2 separate regions of the Rattus norvegicus genome follow, and region 2 is linked to region 1. The links are chromatin contacts, called in public Hi-C maps. All regions are on one chromosome and are shown on one strand. The core of a region is the stretch at or near the end of the contact, and the rest is flanking DNA. Distances in the headings are between cores, read along the strand shown.

What was found. Hi-C and Micro-C count contacts between places; a contact is called where the count stands out from the background.
Region 2: a Hi-C map of Schwann cells shows a contact between it and region 1, with 7 times the contacts expected there. The contact joins two enhancer-like sites. A contact is called at or near these places in 8 of 12 Hi-C or Micro-C datasets (the A7r5 cell line, the Rat2 cell line, Schwann cells and 4 more) and 1 of 1 datasets of contacts at active chromatin or transcription factors (oligodendrocytes).

Annotation. Positions count from the first base shown.
Region 1 is chr12:51,696,989-51,702,368 of GRCr8, reverse strand. It overlaps LOC134481216 (a long non-coding RNA gene), which reads left to right. Exons shown (of 2, transcript XR_010056625.1): 2 at 1,402-3,395. Among named protein-coding and RNA genes, the nearest start is that of Noc4l, 24 kb to the right of the region's middle. Within about 2 kb of position 2,773, at least 10 of the 93 cell types and tissues checked have an H3K27ac peak or open chromatin away from gene starts, as enhancers often do. A contact at or near this core is called in Schwann cells, where this site is marked.
Region 2 is chr12:51,828,671-51,834,447 of GRCr8, reverse strand. No RefSeq gene overlaps it. Among named protein-coding and RNA genes, the nearest start is that of Galnt9, 43 kb to the right of the region's middle. Within about 2 kb of position 1,462, at least 5 of the 93 cell types and tissues checked have an H3K27ac peak or open chromatin away from gene starts, as enhancers often do. A contact at or near this core is called in Schwann cells, where this site is marked.

The DNA of each region.
Region 1 (5,380 bases), core at 1,524-4,023:
GACTGTCCTGGAATTCTCCCTGTAGACCAGGCTGGCCTGAAACTTAAGAGATCCACCTGTCTTTGCCTCATGACTGGTGGTATTAAAGGCGTGAGCCTTCACTGCACAGCTGAAAGGGATGTTTTAAAAGGTGTTGGGTATAAAGTTGACAAGGGGCCAATTGTGCTGGCTAATTTTATGTCAGCTTTACACAGGCTAAGATCATCTGAGAGAACCCCAGTTGAAAAGAATGCCTCTGTAAGATTGGGTTGTAGACAAACCTGTAGGGCATTTTCTTTCTTTTTTTTTTTTTTTAAAGATTTATTTATTTATTTTATGTACAGCATTCTGCCTGCATATGTGACTGCAGGCCAGAAGAGGGCACCAGATCTCATTACAGATGGTTGTGAGCCACCATGTGGTTGCTGGGAATTGAACTCATGACCTCTGGAAGAGCAGTCAGTGCTCTTAACCGCCGAGCCATCTCTCCAGTGTAGGGCATTTTCTTAATGATTGATGGGAAAGTCCCGCCCACTGGAGTGGAGATGTTGCTGAACTGAGGGCCCTGCATTCTATAACAAAGCAGACTTAGCAAGCCATGATGGGAAGCAAACAGCACCCCTCCATGGCCTCAGCTCCTGCCTCTAGGTTCCTGCCTTTTGAGTTCCTGTCCTGACTTTTTTCAGTGATGGCCTATATCTTAGAAGTGTCAGCCAAGGGGTTGGGGATTTAGCTCAGTGGTAGAGCACTTGCCTAACAAGTGCAAGGCCCTGGGTTCGGTCCCCAGCTCTGAAAAAAAAAGAAAAAAGAACAAAAAGAATGTCAGCCAAACAAATCCTTTCCTTACCAGCTCGCTTTTGGTCACGATGTTTCACCACGCCTAGAAACCTTGACTAAGACAGTAACTTAAACATGTAGTCCCAGCACTGGGGAAACGGAGACAGGAGGATCCCTGAAGCTCACTGGTTGGCTGGACTTCAGTGAGCTTCAGGTCAGTGAGAGAGCCGGTCTCAGAAACCAAGATGAATGGCCCTCAAGTCTGTCCTCTGGCTTCTACACAAGGATGCATGTGCACATCCGCACACAACCACCATCAAGGATAGCACGAGCGCTTAAAGGGCTGTATCAGAACTGATACGATGAATAGATATAGCTGGGTTGGGGGTGTCTGTGGCCCCACGCTTCTTTGACCCCAGCACTTAGTAAGCAGAGGCAGGCAGATCCCTGAGTTTGAGGCCAGCCTGGTTTACAGAGTGAGTTCCAGGACAGTCAGGGATATGCAAAGAGACTCTGTCTCAAAGAAAATAAAGCAAAAACAACCCCCCCAATATTATCTCTAGATATCTATCCAATAAACCTTTAGCTAGATATTTGTAAGGATATGTATGCATTAAATGGGGTTTATTATTACTTCGACTTAAGGACTGTGATTCTGGTAGCCCAATGATGTCTGTCTCTGGAACGAAAAGCTAAGAATCCAATAGTTGGCTCAGTTCGCAGAAATGCATGTCTCGGCAGTCCAGTACTGGAGTCCCAGAGGATTCAAGAGCTGCTGCTCTTCAGGCTACGTTGGAATTCGGAAGAGGTGGGTCCTAATGTCAGTGAAGGAGTACCTCAGCAACAACGATAGATACTCCTGCCAGCGAATGAAGGCAACCAGACAATAAGTTCATCTTTCATCCCAGAAACTGCAACCCAGACTTTCCCAGAGATTTCTCACAGCTTCATTTTGCTCCTGGGATTTCTGTAATAAAGAATCAGTATTCCATCGTCTTCCCACAATTAGGATTGTCGTTATGATTAATAACCAAGGGGCTGGAGAAATGGCTCAGTGATTAAGAGCACTGATTGCTCTTCCAGAGGCCCTGAGTTCAATTCCCAGCAACCACATGGTGGCTCACAACCATCTGTAAGGAGACCCGATGCCCTCTTCTGGTGTGTCTGAAGACAGCTACAGTGTACTTATATATAATAAATGAATAAATAAATCTTAAAAAAAGATTGCTTTAAAAAAAAAAAAGAAACAACAGCAACACACACACACACGAATGACAGTAGGGGGAGTTATAAGTTGGTCTTCTTCCCTGGCTGAAGGAGTCCTAGAAAGCACCTGGACTCCATCCTGCACAGGGCTCTGGGTGCAGGACCCCTCCCCTCAAATCCTACAGAAGCTCACCTGGGTTTCTAATACACACTCATCTTATATCAGGAAAGCTCAGACTTTGGGGATAAGCCACCTGCTCAGAGGCCCAGAAGGCAGAGCTAGGTTCTGACAGTAGCACCCTGTTGGGACAGAAAAGATGGGCATTTGTTCTTGGAGGGGACCTGGTTTCTATACCTGGCAACCACTCACAACTGTCCATAACTCCAGTTCCAGTGGAGAAAACACTTTTAGCTTCCACATACACACAAGCCAAATAATCATACGCATGAAGAATAAATCTAAAAGGGAACCATTGTCCACCCCTACCCATAATCCCCCTCCTCTAGTCAGGGGCTGTGCAGACCAGTCACTGGCCCTGAGAAGCTATGAACCATGGTCCCTAGAGTGAGCTCTCTGCAGCCTAGCAACGTGTTCCCTTCCTCCCTGCTCTGACCAGCCTCTTCCCGCCATGCTCTGATTCAATTCCCTGTCCACCTCGGAACATGGGGTAATTGTGTTAAGAAATTCTACACTTACTGTAAGGATGAGCTTCAGCGTCTGCCGACACCTGGTTCCAGGCAAAGGCTTCTATCCAACCCTTTCTGCCAGGGCATGGAGGCAGGGTTGGAGGTCACAGGGAGAAAGTAGAATGTTCTGAGTCATGCCCTGCAAGGCCAGGCGGAGACATACAAAGGGGCTTTGTGGGTAAAAGTCCTGGGTTGTGGCTGAGCCCAGAGCTTATTCCTAAGAACCTGTCCTAGCTAGGTTTGGCAATTTGACACAAGCTACAGTCATTTCGCTAGAAGGAACCTTGACTGGGCAAATGTTTCCACTAGAGTGGCCTGTGGACAAATCTGTGGTGCATTTTCTTGATTGGTGATTGATATGGGAGGGCCCAGCACAGTCCTATCCCTGGGCTGGTGGTTCTGAGTTCATTAAAAAGAAAAAAAAGCAGGCTGAGCAAGCCATGGGAACCAAGCCAGTAAGCAGCACCCCTTCACAGACTCTCCATCAGCTTCTACCTCGGGGTCCCTGCCCTGCTTGAGTTCTAACCCTGAGTTCTTTCCATGACAAACAATGATACGGAAATACAAACTGAAATAAATCCTTTCTGCCCCAAGTTGCTCTGGTCATGGTGTTTCGACACAGAAATAGAGACCTAAAACAGAGACTTTATCAGTGGCAGCAGGGAGTTGGGGATGCGGCTCAACCAATAGAACACTTGCCAAGTATGTTTGAGGTCCCGCGTTGCATCCTGTGGACCGTGGAAAAAGAAGATTAAAATTAAGATACTGGGGCCTGGACAGAAGGAGGTAGCCTGGCAGAAGAGACATTAGACTCTGGAAGGTAAAATGCTAACAGCTCTGAGAATGGAAGATGGACGCAGACCCAGGAATGTTGCACCCCTTGATCTGGAAAAAAAAGGGGGGTGGGGATTGTTCTCTGGATCTCCACAAGGAACTGCTGTGACTCTGGAGAATCCAGAGTCCAAGGTGGATGGCTGACCAACCTACAGACTAGAGGAGCACCAACTGAACTTTTTAAAAAATTATTTGAATTATTTTCATGGGTGTTGAGAGACCAGAAGAGGTCGTCAGATGCCCGGGAACTGGAGTTACCTCACAAGATTGCTGGGGACCTAACTCTGGTCCTCTGCAAGAGCAGCAAATACTCTTAACGACTGAGCTATGCAGTCCCAAGTGTGACGTTTTAAGTAGTGAAGGGACTGGCCTCTGAGGGTTGGCTGGAGCCCCAGATTGAGAAGACCTGGCCACTAGATCAGGAGAAGCATGCACTGGGGATGAAATGGGCCAGATCCATGTCTGTGGCTCTCCTCCTGGGAGGGCAGATCTCCGTGTGTAGTTAGGGGAAATTGGCCAAGGGATTGATCTCCTGCATGGCTGAGTTATTTACTTGCCTTCTCATTAGGTCAGTAATTTGCATTTTGTGTAATTCTATTCACTGATTGTGGAGCTCTGTGGTATTGGAGCTGGGAGTGTGGAGCAGAGAAAGGAAGGGAATAGATGGTCGGTTAAACAGTCCTGTAACAATCAAGAAGGCCAATTAATGACACCTAGGGATTATGGGAAGGGGTGAGCCCTGGAGACCGGAGTGGCAGAAGGCAGTCTTAGCTATTTTTGATTTTTGTCTGACTGGAACTTGTTCCCACCTTTCGATCTAGATGAAAGGAATGGTTTAATCTGAAATCAATTTATAGCAAGGCCTGAATAAGATGCCCATCACCACTTATGTTGAAAGATGATAATCCCACTGCCTGAGTTCTCCATCAGCTGGGGTTCTTCTGTCACGGTGGCTGAAGTCAGTTGTCGGGCTCCTATATCTCAGAAATGGCAGGCATAGACAGGTCTGGAGAGCCGGACCTTCCCACCCACTCTTGGCAAGTCAGGTCTCACCATTCCCCCCAATACCCCAGAGGCAGCAAACCAGTGAGCATCAGTCCTGGGATAAAATGGTGACATCAAAGGTATTTCAGGCTGCATGCTGCCTCTGGGCCGCTGCCTCTGGGCCACTGCCTAACCCCTCTCTCCCATATGGTATCAACTCTAGGATGGCATGATCCCAACTAGTGCCCAGAAGCAGGATCAGGGATGCTCAACAGATCTAAGAGTCTCAGCACCATCCACTCATCACATCCGTAAAGAGCAGGTCCTATGTGCGACCTAAGAGAACAGCTCCAACCCCTGACCCCACTTTTCTGCCCTGTCCCATAGAAAGCACTTAAAAGTAGCACCACGATTCAGTGTTGCTGATAAATGAATATTCTCTCTCTTTTCTGAGTGGAGGTAACACGGTATCTTACTATGTAGCCCAGCCTGGCCTCAAACTTGGAGCAATCCTCCTACTTCAGTCTCTCAAGTGCAAGATTCAGACAAGAGTTTCAACCAGGTCCAGAGGAGGCAGGTCCAAGGCAAAGAGCTGTGCTGCCTGTCATTCCTTTTTAAAAATATTAGGGGTTGGGGATTTAGCTCAGTGGTAGAGCGCTTGCCTAGCAAGCACAAGGCCCTGGGTTCGGTCCTCCGCTCTGGGAAAAAAAAAAGAACTAAAAATATTATATATTAATGCACAATGTACATGTTTGTTTTTATCGGGGAGTATATTAGGATTCTCCGGAGTCACAGCATGTTTGGATTGTCTTTCTATATTATGGGAATTTATTGTGATGACTTACAGTCTGTAGTCCAACTCTCCAACAAGGGTCAGCTATGAATGGGAAGTCCAAGAATCTAGTCGTTGCTC
Region 2 (5,777 bases), core at 213-2,712, 130 kb before region 1:
AAAAATATCCAATAAAAGGAAGGAAGGAAGGAAGGAAGGAAGGAAGGAAGGAAGAAAGGACGGAAGGCCTTAAGCAAGGGCAATGGGCCCAGTGGGTAGCAGTTGGCATTTCAACACTAAGGCTTGGCTACCTCTGTGTATTGTGGCAGAACGATAACTTCCTAAGGAAGGTGAACCTGCCCTCCAAACCCTGTCTGTTTTCTCAAGCTAGGTTGTCTTGTACTCTCTACAGAAGGAGGTTCTCTCCTTTGCTTTCCTCCTGCTCCTGGCAGTATGGTGAACTGTGAGGAAGTGGGTGTGGAAGGATGCTCTCTTCTTGAAGGACCAGTTTGTTCAACTCCGGCATTACTGTCCCTGCATCCCACCTGTTTATGTCCACTGTGTCACGCAGACATCCTCGGTGGTGGCTCAGCTCAGCCCAGGCCTCCTTCGGCCCACAAGAGGCTACCAAGACCTCAGGAATACAAGCAAAGCCTAGACATTGTATAGTTGAGGGTGTTTCTGCAGTCAGAGAAAGTAGTCCCTTGCCTTGGCATTCCTCCTACTCTGGAGTCATGGACATGTCCCCAGCATGCCCTCAGTCATAGTTTTATCTGAGGACAGGAAAGCTTCACAGGGATGTCTTTACCTAGGGTAGGTGCACTTTGACGTTGAGCTACTCAACTTTCAAATCTGCGTTGCTGGTCTTAGCCAGAACTGTCCGGGGCCTCTGACCCCTCATCCCAGCTGACCTATGCCCACCAGGGTCTGGAGAAGGAACTCCCAGGCACCCCACTTCCAACTTGGTTCCCTGCCTATGGTGAGAGTTTAGGGGCACAAGGTCCTAACGGTTTGGATCCTCCAAATCCAAGAGACACGCTAGTCCTGTGTCTAAGATTCATCATGTAGGGAGTGGAAAGAGTGGCCCTATGGTGGGTGCTGCCTCACATCCAGGAATCTTTTCAGGTGGGCATTATATGTGTCCATGTGTTCTAGGATGCTGATCACCCATCCCAGAGCAAGGATCTATAAAGCTAAGGGGGAGAGGGTGCTGTGGCTGGACTTCTCAGAAGCATTAGACATTGGCAGCCCTTGGATGGGGTCTGGATGGGGAGATCAGGGACCTTGGTGGCTTCGGTAACACAGAATGGGCCCTGACTTTCCTATCACAGGGTCAGACAGATAGTGGTTTACAGGAGCGAGGGGCATGGAACAACAGTTCAGGTCAGGGCACATCCTGAAGTTGTTAGAGTAGGCTGTAGATACGGAGCTATGAGCCAATGGATCACTCCTACAGTCTATCCCACTGAGCCCTGGCTTATCTCTGGTCCATTGGAAAGGCACTGGGGTGGAATGAAGGCCTTTTCTTAGCAAGCCTGGAGAATGAAGTTAATGGCTGAATCAGGGTTTAGACAAAGCCTGGGGCCTTGGCAGCTAAGATCTGGATATGAATGACTTCGTTGTTGGTGGCCTTCTCTTAACACTGGGAGTCTCTCCAGAAACTACCAGGCAGCACATGCCGACAGTGGGCAGGGAGGCTCCAGTGGTCTAGGTTTCAGCTGCGGTAGCTTTGAAAGCCATTGGCACTGCCTTGAGGGTCCCCCTGAAGCTCTTTAAATTCCAATCTGGGAACTGTTGTTCTCCTTGTCTTCCAGATTGCTCTGCACGTCCCCCCAAATAAAGCAGTGTACATGCTGCTCTGTCCTTGCGCTGCATTCTCGGATGGACGTCTGCCAGGCCTCCCATGGCTCTCAGCTTGTGGCATCCAGCCTGTGATATGTCCTAGTTTACAGACAGGCACTTGTACTGTCTCCAAAGTTGTACGGCAGATTCTTCTACTAACACCCTGGAGGCATCTGTCCCTGGGAGATTAAGTTCTCTACAGGCACCGGCCTTTGCTGTCATGCTTCCTCCCTCCCATCACCAGAGCTGCGTTGCCCACACCACTAGTTGGCATCAGCTGCCTTTTAATTAACCACTTTGCTCTTCCGAGGTGGCCTTGCCTGGTCTGCATTTCCCCTTCTTGTGAGTCTAGGATGACCCTTCCCTCCTCTCATCTCTGCTAACACGGGGACATTAATATCCAGCACTTCCCCCCAGATACCCAGCCAGGTTTTCTGCCTCGAGTCTGGTGGCTTCCTCTCCCTTCTGAGCCCCGCCCAGCTAGAACTAGATCCATCCATCACAGCTTGGCCTTTCTGCTCCAGTGCACTTCACCTCAGCAATGTGTCTTCATAAAGTCATGGTTCCTTTGCCATGATTCTTCCCTCTCCTCCTTAACACTAGTCCGTGGAGGTAGAGCCTTCATCATCCCCTTGACATTAGTGGCCCTGCAGAGGAAGGGGGAGATGGAATGTCCCCGACACCCGAGGACAAATGTGATTTCTACGACAGGGAGTGACTTTATTTCCCACAGGCATGGAACGCTGGAATGTGCAAGGCTGTGGTTGGGTCAGAGAGTGAGCAGTAGCCTGATGCTCGCAGACCCGTGCTGTGCTGGCCTCTGACCCGCAGATCTGCTCAGATGTGCTCCCCCACCCTCCAGCTTCCCTGAGCCCTGCTCCCAGGCCCTGAAGTATACAGTCCTGACTGTTATCCCTCCAGCGCCCCCGCTGGAATAGCACTGACATCTTTTGAGCTCAGACTGAGCAGGCTGGGACAGTCTTCCTTTTAGCAGATCCCATCTGGGTCCCCTTCCCGGTTCCATGCCCCGTACTCCCCTGGGTTCTGTACCCACCCACGGCTTGTCTTCCACCACCCGGGGTTCTGCCAGCTATTTCTTTGTTCCCCCTCCCTGGCTGTGAGTCCTTGAGGGCAAGGGGTATGCGAGGTCCCTCTTCAGGGAACAGCCCTCATTTGGTATTAGGTACAGATCATATGCTTTGAAGCCTCAAAACCATCCACATTTCTCATCTGTAGTGTCCACAGTCAGAGAGATGGAGCTTAATTGAATACTTTGCTAGGGAATCTACAGGCTGGATTAGGTCATGGCTGGGCTCTCGTCTTGACTTGAGGTCAGTTTCTAAGATCATGGAGTGGACAGAGCTCAGGGTCTTGCAGTTGCAGCACCAAGCTCTCTTCTCAGTCTGTCACCCAGACTCTTTCCAGTTCCCGAGTGTTGCCTCTGTAAGACCAGCAGGAGCATCTCCACGGAGTTTTAGGGAATGTGATATTTCGAATGGCTGTTCCACCATCCTGGTCATCATGAGTGAGCCTCATTGTCTTAGGGTTTCTATTCCTGCACAAACATCATGACCAAGAAACAAGTTGGGGAGGAAAGGGTTCATTCACCTTACACTTACATGTTACTATTCACTAAAGGAAGTCAGGACAGGAACTCAAGCAGGTCAGGAAGCAGGAGCTGATGCAGAGGCCATGGAGGGGTGTTACTTACTGGCTTGCTTACCCCGACTTGCTCAGCTTGCTTTCGTATAAAACCCAAGACCACCAACCCAGGGATGGCACTACCCAAATGGGCTGGGTCCTCCCCCACTTGATCACTAATTGAGAAAGTGCCTTGCAGCTGGGTCTCATGAAGGCATTTCCACAACTGAGGCTCCTTTTTCTGTGATAACTCCAGCTTGTGTCAAGTTGACACACAAAACCAGCCAGTACACTCATCAAAGGTACAAAGGCCCTACCATGTACCATGACAGACCCTACTCCCGGACTGTCACCTCAACCCCCACCACACTCCCGGGGAAGCCAGTGCCCTTGGTAAGAGGGGTGGTAGCTCTCCTCAGGGAGTTGGTTTAATGTTCTGTGGGATCAGAGGCTCAGATGGGATGTGGCAGGGCTACAGGGGAAGGGCGAGGGAAGCAGAACTTTCTACAGCTAATGGGGTGGACCACTTCACGATCAAAATCGAGGAAGTCCCCGAACTAGAATATTTTCTATGCTTCTTCATGTGTAAGCTATGCTTGTTGTGGAAAGTTTTGTCTTGTTCTGTTTAGAGTGAAGATAGGACTGTGGCTTAGAGCAGAGAGGGGGCAGTTTGGGTAGTATATCACCGGCCCTAAGGCTGGCCAAGAGGTTGTAGTTGCTTCATACTTCTATCCCAAACTCAGATTCCTTCTGACAGCACCCAGTCAGTCGGTCTTAGGAGGCTTCTGAGTGCAGGGGCACAACCCCATGGTCCTCAGTTACCTTCTTCTGGTATGGGTAAATCTCACAGTAATTCTCAGTGCACATCCATGTGGGTAGCCAGTGGCACAGCCTCTATCCTAAGAGTCTGAAGCCTGGGGCTTGAGCCCCACCCTGGTCGGCATCAAGTGTATCGCACACTACCGGTTTAAATGTTATCAAATATCCACCAATTTTAAATCTGATTTTTTTCCTCTGTTGTGTTTTGAAGCCAAGACGTTTAGTTTTCCTTCACTTTTAAGGCTCCCCATAGCTGGGAAGATCAGTGATTCTACTGATCGTAATAGTCTGCGGCTCAGCCCTAGGATGCCAACATGAGGCTTTCTAGCCACAGCTCTCTGAGGCTCAAGAACTCAGCAGAGTGCTGGTGACTTCCTTAGGAACTCTCTTGTCAGGATTCCTGCTTTCTGTCAGGCAGCTCTTCTCCAGAAGCTCCCTCGCTGCCACATCCCTCCCACATGGCTTGTTGCAAGCATTTGAACCCATTTGTGAGCCTGCCTGACTTTGAGTACATCAGAGATTAGATTTCAACACCCATCCACACACACCACAGTGTCCTTCTGCAGTTTTCCTGACCCACATCCTACCAGTGCTATGACTTCACAGGTATCCGTGACCTCTGTCCCTATCCTGGCTGGAGAGCTGCTACCCCAGTTGCAGAAAGGAGGCTCTGGCCTTGTTCTTGTGTAGGTAAAAGCAGGGCCTGCCGTGCACACATCTTGCTTCCAACAGGGTCAGAGCAAGCATTTCCTGCATTCGACAAGTGCATCCCAGTGTGCAGTACAGAGCTGTGAATCTTGTTTTAAAATTAATTACATTTTATCGACTGCTGGGCAAGAGATCAAACACAAACAAATCTCCCGTAATCCCCCTCAAATGCAGAGCAGGCCCCAGCGTGCTCAGCATGGGGGTCTCTGCAGCCGGTCACTGTTCTACCTGGCAGGGGGTGGTGCGGTTGTAGGACTCAGACCACACAGCACGGAATGGTGAGAAGGCACAGATAAGAAAATCTCTCGGTGGATTTCAGGTCCCACCTCAGCATCCGGGAGAGGAACTTTTTCTAGACTTTCTGTCTTCCCAGTGTGCCCTCTCCTGATGGGCAGAGTGCTCATTTATATTGTTTCTCTTCTGCTACTTACTTGCAAAAAGCAAGCTGGATGAGGTAACGCTAGTCTGCTTGGCAGAGCTCTGCAGTCAGGGGCTGGAGAACAGCAACACATGGCGTTCGTTGCCTGGAAAATGTCTGCCAGATGGACGGAGGGACAGAGGTGGATGGATGGACGGATGATTGACGGATGATTGACGGATGGAGGATAGATGATGGGTGGTAGATGGGAGAAGCCATATATGAGTGAAGGGATGGTGAATGGATGATGGATATAATGATACATAGTTAGCGGACAACCCAGCCTATCACGGGCTAGCTCTTCATCTTACCCCAGTGTGGGGAGGGATAGCTCTGCCCCTCACCCCAGTATGTTAAGAACCCTGTACCTCATGTCCACATATCATGGTTTATCTCTGCATCTCACCCCAGCAAGTCATGGACTAGCTCTTCATGCCACTCCAGTGTGGTATAGGCTAGCTCTTCACTTGCCAAGGTTGGGTAAGTGAACCCAACAGGGCTTGGTCCTTCTGTGACTTCTGAAGTCGCT